Linked DNA regions of Mus musculus: region 1 is linked to region 2. A link is a contact called in public HiChIP or PLAC-seq data. All regions are on one chromosome and are shown on one strand. Each heading gives the region's core, a stretch centred on a gene start, on an enhancer-like site or on the middle of the called end of the contact. The rest is flanking DNA. Distances are from core to core; before and after follow the strand shown. Region 1 has its middle 51 kb from the start of Gm11426. Region 2 has its middle 29 kb from the start of Gm38577.

Region 1 (4,537 bases), core at 894-3,393, 330 kb before region 2:
TTCCATCCAATAGCTGACTGTGAGCATCCACTTCTGTGTTTGCAGGCACCGGCATAGCCTCACAAGAGACAGCTATATCAGGTCCTTTCAGCAAAATCTTGCTGGTGTATGCAATGGTATCAGCGTTTGGAGGCTGATTATGGGATGAATCCCCGGGTGTGGAAGTCTCTAGATGGTCCATCCTTTCATCTCAGCTCCAAACTCTGTCTCTGCAACTCCTTCCATGGGTGTTTTGTTCCCAATTCTAAGAAGGGGCAAGTGTCCACACTTTGGTCTTCGTTCTTCTTGAGTTTCATGTGTTTTGCAACTTGTATCTTGTATCTTGGGTATTCTAAGTTTCTGGGCTAATATCCACTTATAATTGAGTACATATCATGTGAGTTCTTTTGTGATTGAGTTACCTCACTCAGGATGATACCCTCCAGGTCCATCCATTTGCCTAGGAATTTCATAAATTCATTCTTTTTAATAGCTGAGTAGTACTCCAATGTGTAAATGTACCACATTTTCTGTATCCATTCCTCTGTTGAGGGACATCTGGGTTCTTTCCAGCTTCTGGCTATTATAAATAAGGCTGCTATGAACATAATGGAGCATGTGTCCTTCTTACCAGTTGGAACATCTTCTCGATATATGCTCAGGAGAGGTATTGCGGGATCCTCTGGTAGTACTATGTCCAATTTTCTGAGGAACCACCAGACTGATTTCCAGAGTGGTTGTACAAGCTTGCAATCCCACCAACTACATTTCTGACATATTCTTACTAGGTAACCGAGGCTAAACTAAGCAGTAGTCCTTCTTCTTCAGTATCCCAAGAACTGGGATTATAGGTATGTGGCATCATGCCTGCATCTATACATTCATGTTGCAGATCAAAACAAAACAACAACAACAAACAAAAAACCCCACCCAAACAAGTTCAAAGAATTTGAATGTCTGAGGTGTTTATGTAAAAAGTATTTAAGAGCTAGAATTTGAACTCAGGTCTCCCTATTTACTTGGGCACTAGGTACTATTCTGGAGGGAGGGTTCTTGGCTTGATGAAGTTGTCTCTGGTCTCAGGAGAAAGGTGGATACAGGGACTAGGCATTTGTCTTGTCTCAGCAAGTTGCTTGTGACTCATTCCTTGACCTTAGGCCAACCCCTTGCCTTCTCTGGGCTTCATGGCTCTAACATGCTAACCTGTGAATGGCCCTGCTGAGCAGATATCCTATGGCTTTTCCTAAGAAGGGGTCCTTGTCCATGGCTATAGCCCCACTACCATAGATATGGGGGCTCTGAAAGACCCTGCCTTAGCTAAGGGCAGAACAGCTCTGGGAACTCCCCAAGACAGAGCCAGGAGAAAGTCCATATATTTTTTTCTTTTTGGTGATTCCCAGACTGAAGGAGCCAGATCCACACTGTGGCTGGTGTCAGAATACAAGGGGGGGTGCCTACCTCTGTATGGAGAGAGCCCCTCCCCACCCCACCCCCACTGGGAGGAGAAATCTGAGATGCAGACAGGGAAACTGATTTACCTGCCCTGTACATCAGAGCTAGCCTCTTAGCAAGTTCCAGGCCAGCCTGGACTACATGAGACCCTCTCTCAAAAATATAAAACACAGCCACACAAGATGGCCCGGTGGATCTGAGTGTTTACAATGTAAGCCTGATTATCTGAGTTCCACCTCAGAACTCACATTTAAAAGGCTGCACGTGGTGGCAAGCATCTGTAATCCTAGAATACATTTAGAGAGATGTGAGGTGGAGTCAGGAGAATCTCCCTGAAGCCTGAGCACCAGTTAGCCTGGACTATACCCTCCACGTGATAGAAATACCAAGACACCCTGTTTCAACAAGGTAGGGGGAGAGAACCGACTCCCAAAAGTTCTCTAAGAAGGGATCCTTGTCCATGGCTTCTTAACCTCCTCACATATCGTGAGCATGCCCACCATGCTAACAATGATAAATAAATACATAAATAGTATACGCAACCAACAAAAAGCCCGAGGCTGGCCTCACGGGAAAGGACAGCCATCTCCAGACTGGAGCTGGCTCTGAAGCAAGGGCTAGAGGTTTTACTGTTGATTGGGCCCAGGCTCCTTGCTGCAGATTATGTTCCAATGGTGCAAAAGAGCAGCTGGCTTGAGTTTGAGGAAACCGGGCTTTGGGCCAACAGAAGCACAGGCATTTGTCTTGCGGAGATGCGCTCTGTGCTGTGCTGTGCTATGCTGTGTTGTGCATCCCTGACCTGCAGCTTTCAGTGTCTGTTACCCAAAGACTCCTTTTCCACACCTGCTCTGCCCTATTTTCTCCTGTAATGGTGCCCTGTGCACATCTCTTTCTGCCCTGGACAACCAGGCCTCCAGCCAGGCTTCGGGACTCAGCTTGAGAAATCTTGCTGCAGCAGGAGAGCTCTTGGTTGGATCTCTGAAAGTACTTCTAGACCACTGGAGGCTACGAGATGGATGGGACCACAGAGTCAGCAGTCCAGGGCGGGAAAGGGGTATGTCTTCTCTGGCAGTGTCCTGACAGTGCTGGGTGAGAGATCTGACTCTGTCCAAGTTCCACATCCTAATTCGGGGTTTAGAAACTCCCGGCCCCACCCCAGATCTAAGTTCTCTCTTGACATCATTTAAGTGGATTTCTCTCTGCCTCAGGGTGAGGTTGAGGATCATGGAGATAATCCAGCAAAGAAATCCTACACAGCCCACACCCTATCCCGGTGCGGAGGAGATTTCAGCCGCAGAGCCCAGAGACCTCCTTCTCCAGCTGCCTGTTGGGGGCAGCCTTGTCCCACGCACCCTCTGCAGATCCTCTAGTGGAGACCACTGGCTCCCAGGGTTAGGTGGGGGCTCTAGCAGGTGGAAGGAGAAGGGCAGGGTCCCTTACTCCCTTCCCAAGTCACATAGGAGGGAAGTAGATCTTGGCCTTTGGGGCTCAGGGCATTCTGGGTGTTGGGCTGTGTATCTAGGGAATCCAGAGGTCCAGTTTTGTGCCCCAGGGAAAGGCCCTCTTCCAGACCTTGGAGCTTCTGGTGCCTGTCTACAGCTACATTAGGCCTCTCTCAGGTATGGCCTTGGAAGCAGATGGCAGCAGCAGATGGCTGCCTGGGTGGAGAGAGAGGGAAGTGCCACCCTAGCGTACACAGAGCAAGGTGTCAGCTCACTGCCCGTGCCCAGTTACTAGTGCTAGAGGGGCGTGGGATCTGGGTAGGCAAGGCAGGTGGCGGCTGGGGAGTAAGGGGTAGAGGGTGGGAGGGTTGGGATCGAAGCAATAGGGAAGCAGGATTAGCCAACATGGCTGTAGCCGGCTCAGCTCACTGGTAATTTACTTATCCTCTCTGTGCCTTGGTTTCCTCAGTTATAGAGTCAGGGACATCAATCACACTTAGAGGGCCACTGTGAGGGCAAGGGAAGGACCATAAAGCCCTACAGTAGTGCTGCCGATGCCAGCAGAATTGTATCCAGTGTCACTATTCCTTATACCCGCACACCCTGGGCTCCTTACAGAGGAGCTGCCTGGAGTACCCAGGAGTCACGCCTCTCCTTGGATGGGCACATAAAAGCTTCAGACATGGAGGTGCAGGTGTCATGCAGAATTGCTCAGAATCCTGGCATCTCTTATGCACGTAAGAATGTCTACAATGTATGCTTTTTCAGAAAAATTATTTTCTACGTATGAGTGATTTGTCTGCATGTGCACTGCATGCATGCCTGAGGAAGTCAGAAGAAGGCATTGGATTCCCTGGTCCTGGAGTTACAGATGGCTGCGAACCACCATGTAGGTACTGGGAACTGAACTCTCAAGTCCTCGGCTGGAGCAACAAGTGCTCTTCAGTTCTGAAAGCTCTCCAGGGTTTCTGAGATAGAGTCATGTAGCCCAGGCTGACCTCAAACTTGTAGTACTCCTCTGCTACCACCTCCAAGTGCCGAGCCTTATAAGCATGTGCCATTGCACTGGGTCCTGTCCCTTTTCTTAAAAGTGGCTCTTAAGTTCTCTCCAGCATGTGTGAGAGCCCGAGTACATACTTCTCTCAGGCAGGTGCCTCTAGCCTCCCGCGCTGAGCCAGAGAAGATGGCTCTCCTCCTCATTCCTTCTCTCCCTTCTCCTTGCCTCCTTCCTCACCTCTTCTTCTTCCTCCCTCCGTCTCTTACAGCCTTCTTCCTTCCCCCTTTCTTTCCTCTCCTTTCTTCCCTTCCCATCATCCTCTTCCTTGTCCCCTTTCCTCCGGCTGCCCACAGTGAGGAGACAAAGCTACCTTGTGGAGCCTGGTGGGAGCTTCAGGCTCCCAAGGCCCAGAACCCCTGTCTTTACATTAGTGTCTGTATGTGGCTGTGAAGATAAATCGATTACCTGTCAGGTGAGAACTAGCCTCACTTGCTGGGAAACCGGCTCCCTGGGATGTCCTATCTCTAATGTTTTGGGGAGGGGTCTGAGTCCAGATGGGGTAGACCACAAGTGGAACTTTTGGTTTCAGCTGAGCCTCTGATCCTTTCTGTCCTCATACCAAATGCCACATGAGGTCCTGTGATGGGTGTGAGTGCTTGATGGCTTC
Region 2 (4,946 bases), core at 54-2,553:
TGCTATTTGTTGTTGTTGTTTACCTTAAGAATCATGTTTTGTTTAAGAACTCTGTGATGTCTTGTGAGGTCCAGCCCCCGTGTAAGGTCATGTCTATTGTGTTGGTCTGAAGAATCACTGAGGGGTTTTTAAACATGACTGAAGTAAGGCTGTGACAAAAATCAGAATTAAGTAGAGTGACTCTTCTGTGTCCCTGTTACCCAGTATTCCTTCAGGACTTAAAGCCAGGAGTCCTGGATAAAGTTCACAATGGGGCACTAGGCATGCTCTTACTAGAAAAACTGTGTTGCTTTGTAAATTAATAGTTTTGGAAAATGGGAAAAAAGTCAGTTAAAGTTCAAACCTTGCTACTACAACTCCTCTGAATTCTGTGTTCCCAGGGGCAGAAGCCAATAGACATAGGTGAAATTCTCGAGTAATTTTTGCCAATGGACACCGGTTAAGATGTCCCCAGTGCCCGCGGTTATCTGTTGGATGTGTCCTCAGCTCTGAGCCAGCATCTTAGGTGCTCGTCAGTTCTTTCTAGTGGTTGCTCATACGACCATTTTAGTCCCCCAGGGTTAAATGTCCATCAGCCAACATTTATGGAGGACCTACTACGTGCTATGTTCTGTGCATTTGCTGCTTCCTGAAGGCACAATTCAGAATATTATAATCCTGTAGGAGGCAAATAGGTAAATCCTGGAGTGCCTGGAGCCATGGTCGGCCTCTAAACGGAGACAAAAATTTTGAACTTTTGAACAAGTTGAAGTTTACAAGTGTTGAACAGAAAACCACACACAGGGTCACCATCCATATCCCTAGCTCTAGGGAATTTTCTTTGGATGTGGGTGGAGAGGAAATTCTCTGGGGTCCCAGAGCAGGATGACTTGTGTATCTCAAGTGACACCTTTGTTTTCTCGTCCCTACATTTTATAACTCCAAGGATTTCTCCTTTTGCATTGGCTGCTAGGAAGCTCCTATGCAAACGTATGGCTGAATTCCAGCAAAAGCCTCAGAAATCTTGGCAAATATTTTGAGTGTTAACTTGGGCACACTTTCATCTCCTCCATCATCTCCCTGTCCTCGAATACATCACTTTCACTGTGAGCTCCACTGGCCTTCTCACATCATTTTTGGAACAAGATGGGGTGCCTATGACTGGGTAACCAAACAGATACTTCCTCAGTGTCCCCAAGGGGCCCGATTCTATTTTAGCATTTGTCACAGTTATTGTAATTGCTTGTTTACACATTTGACTCCTCCACTGGGCCACCTGGTTTCCCTGCAGCTGGGCTCCTCTGCGTGACTGAACACCCACCCCAGGGTGGGCTGCTGCATCACCAACAGCCTACACCTGTCCTACATATTGGAAGAGTGCATGGGCTCAGAGCCAGCTGCAGCGTTTCCCAGCATCTTGCCTGCCCTGATAGATGTCATCCAGGGACCACACTGAGGAACAGGCAGGGCCAGTTAGGATGTGAAGAATGCGAGGAGCCAGAGAGTACCTTCAGTCAGTAGACGGGGGCCCTAGAACTGGAGGGAGAAGAATACCACTATGCACTGTCCTGTCTCAATTATTTCTACTGGCTTTGTTCTTGGTCCCTTCCAAGCACCCTGCCTTAATTGGGGTTTTTATTGCTTGGAAGAGACACCACAACCAAGGCAACTCTTTTTTTTTTTTTTTTTTTTTTCGAGACAGGGTTTCTCTGTATAGCCCTGGCTGTCCTGGAACTCACTCTGTAGACCAGGCTGGCCTCGAACTTAGAAATCCACCTGCCTCTGCCTCCCGAGTGCTGGGATTAAAGGCGTACGCCACCTACATATTGCCCGGCCCAAGGCAACTGTTATAAAGCAAACCATTTACTCAGGGGCTTGCTCACAGTTTCAGAGACAGTTATATGTTGGGAAACATGGCAGCACACAGGCAAGTGTGGTGTTAGAGAAATAACTGAGACCTTTACGTCCTTAGGCAGCAGGGAGGGAGAGAGGAAGGGAGGGAAGGAGGGAGGGGAGAGAGAGAGAGAGAGAGAGAGAGAGAGAGAGAGAGAGAGAGAGGACTTGGCATGGGCTCCTGAAACCTCAAAGCCCACCTCTAGTTCCACAACTCCTCCAACAAGGCCACACCTCCTAATACATCCCTGACAGCTCGTCAGCTGCGGACTAAGCATGCCTATATATGAGCCTATGGTGGCCAGCCTTGTTCAAACCACCACACCTACTTTGCTACTTGGATGTGAATAATCACTCACCAGGATCCCAAGGCTATTTTTCCAGGTTGTTCATGTCTCACATACCAGGAGTTTGGCTTGGAACATTCTCTCTACCACTTCCCCAACTCATGAGATAGAAATGGGCAGTGGGGAGAGAGAGAGAGAGAGAGAGAGAGAGAGAGAGAGAGAGAGAGAGAGTGAGAGAGAGAGAGAATTGATTTTTTTCAATTGCTGGTAGAACAAGTCTGAAACCCCAGTCACCAGAGAGGCAGAAATGAAAGGATGTGTTTTTAAGGCCAGCTTGGGCATCTTAGTGAAACTCAAGTTTAGTGAAATTTAAAAATATTTACATGGTGTGTGTGTGTGTGTGTGTGTGTGTGTGTGTGTGTGTGTGTGTGTACAAGTACCATGATACATATATGGAGGCCGGAGGATAACTTTCAAGAGTTGGTTCTTTTCTCTCATGTGTCTGCTAGCTTAGCTACAAGCACCTTTTTCCACAGACCCATCTTTTTACCCACCCCCAATCTTTTTATCTTTAATGGGCCAGGGATCTAACTCAGTGGTAGAGTATTTGCCTAGTGTGTACAGGGCCCTGAGTAGAATCCACAGCACCACAAAACAAACACACAAACCAAATCCCCAAACACCTCCCCAACCAAAAAAAGCGAACAAATAAACTCAACCAACCAACCAACCAACAACCAACCAAATAAATAACCCCAAGGAAAAGCTGAATCAGGAATGTGATGCAAGCTGCTTCTCTCTCTGCCTAGGGTGAGGGTTCTGAGCTCTGGGAGAGCCCAGTAAGGGAGCTGGTAGGGAAGTGTCCAGCGTGAGGCCATTTACCCAGTCCTGGTCATGCCTCCATTCTCTGCCCCTGCCCTGGGCCTCCTTCAGCCAGGCAGAGAATTTGCTTTGATGGAAGAAAAAAGGTGGGGATGAGTGAGAAGAATGGAGCTTCAAGGGGGTCCAGGTAATTCTTTTGTAAGGTAGAGGAGCCCAAAATGCCCAAAACAGGAACCACAAAACCTAGTGTCTTCAGAGACCCTGCTGTAGAAGAGGAGGACATCTTTAGGAGTATCTAATCTTTTAACATTGTAATACAATGTTAAATACAATGTTGCCATTTACAGAATTCAAGTTCAAGAAGTGCTCAGTTGAGTAAATAAATAAATTAAAAAAAAATAAAAATCCCTAAATAACCTGTTGATGTTAGATCCACTTTCTACGCATTCCTAGCTTTTCCCAGCCTCACAAGGTCTACAGGTTGGACCACTACATCCACTGACTGCCCTAGAGACTGGGACTGTGAAGATGCCAGCTCTTCCAGGATTTTATTTCTCAAGAGAAGCTGGAAACTCAATGTTTATGTGAAATCCAGATTTGCACATGTTGACAACTAATTCAAAAATTTAGAAGCTGTGTGCATACAATGTGTAGATTTTATTTGGATCCTGATTCAAACCACCAGTATTTTTTTAAAGACATTTTAGAGACAATTAGGGGAATTTAAACACATACAAGATACACGACACTAATAAGGAGTGATGTCTCGTTTTGTTAGGGTGATAATGGTTTTGAGGCTGTTTTGTTTAAAAAAATCCTTCTCTGTTAGAGAGATATACTGAAGTATTTATGGGTGGAATAATGGGATGTCTAGATGTGCTTTAAAGTATTTCAGAAACAAAGAGATGTGTGTCAGGGGACAGATGACATGGGTTGACAAGAATGGTGACGGTTATTGGAGCTGGCAGGTGGGTGCACACAGGCTCATCATGCCTGTATCTTCTCTGGGTGTGCTTGCAAATGTCATTAAAGAATCAGGGCCCTGTTTGCACTGAGTGAAATCTTGCCAGTTATTGGGATCTTTTCTCCTCAGTCCATCATTATTCTGCCTCTAGCCTCACAGAGATTTCAGAGCATCAGTAATGTGAGAAACTCTGGAGTGAATGTAGGTCAGGGTTTGGCCATCTTCTACCTGGGAGCCAAAGCTGGCATCCCACCTGTTTGTTTGTTTGTTTGTTTGGTTGGTTTTGTGTCAATAAAGCTTTATTGACACAAAACCATGTGCCTTTGTCCATGGCTTATCTGAGAACAATAATAGCAGAATATAGGAGTCTGATGGCCCTAAAGCCAGGTCAGTAGCCACCTCTAGTATGAGTTCCTTATGCCATACCTTCTAAGCTTGGGGAGGAGGAAATGGAAAAAAGTAGACCCTGATGATAGAGGAAAGACCTGGGGAACAGTTTGAAGGACACGCAGGGAGCTGTAGGGAAGTCTAGGATGCCTGAGGGGCTATTCTGGGGCATGCTGGCATTCCAGGAGATATCAAGGACCACTCTGACTAAGATACAGGATGTAGACAGGCAGCTCTCATCCTTAAGCCTGAACACACCTGTACCTTGCTTTCTCCTAGAAAAAAAAAAAGAATGATGCAGAGTTTTTGTGGCGAGGACTGGAGGTGCTGACATAGTATGCCCCCAGTGGTGGGTACTTAATAAGTGACATGTATTATGTTAGTATACCCCTGTGCTATCGTCATTGAGATCTTTGATCGTAAAGAGACAACGTTTCTAAACTTTACTGTTGACCTCAGAAAGATCCTCTTAATAAAAGGAGACAAATGCTGATTGTAGAGAATTCACACGACTTTGGATAAAGGCAAAACGAGATGTTTATTGATCTCCTAAGAGGAAGCAAAAGAGGAAAGTGCACTCTTTGCACATATGAAAACGATCTGCTTCCACCTGA

Evidence for each region. HiChIP or PLAC-seq counts read pairs in DNA pulled down with a chosen protein or histone mark.
Region 1: a contact with region 2 is called in a RAD21 HiChIP or PLAC-seq map of pro-B cells, with 10 times the contacts expected there. The contact joins two enhancer-like sites. A contact is called at or near these places in 1 of 15 datasets of contacts at CTCF or cohesin (pro-B cells), 1 of 484 Hi-C or Micro-C datasets (nephron progenitors) and 1 of 115 datasets of contacts at active chromatin or transcription factors (large pre-B cells).

The regions. Positions count from the first base shown.
Region 1 is chr11:82,682,522-82,687,058 of GRCm38.p6, reverse strand. No RefSeq gene overlaps it. Among named protein-coding and RNA genes, the nearest start is that of Gm11426, 51 kb to the right of the region's middle. Within about 2 kb of position 2,143, at least 35 of the 459 cell types and tissues checked have an H3K27ac peak or open chromatin away from gene starts, as enhancers often do. A contact at or near this core is called in pro-B cells, where this site is marked.
Region 2 is chr11:82,356,103-82,361,048 of GRCm38.p6, reverse strand. No RefSeq gene overlaps it. Among named protein-coding and RNA genes, the nearest start is that of Gm38577, 29 kb to the left of the region's middle. Within about 2 kb of position 1,303, at least 11 of the 459 cell types and tissues checked have an H3K27ac peak or open chromatin away from gene starts, as enhancers often do. A contact at or near this core is called in pro-B cells, where this site is marked.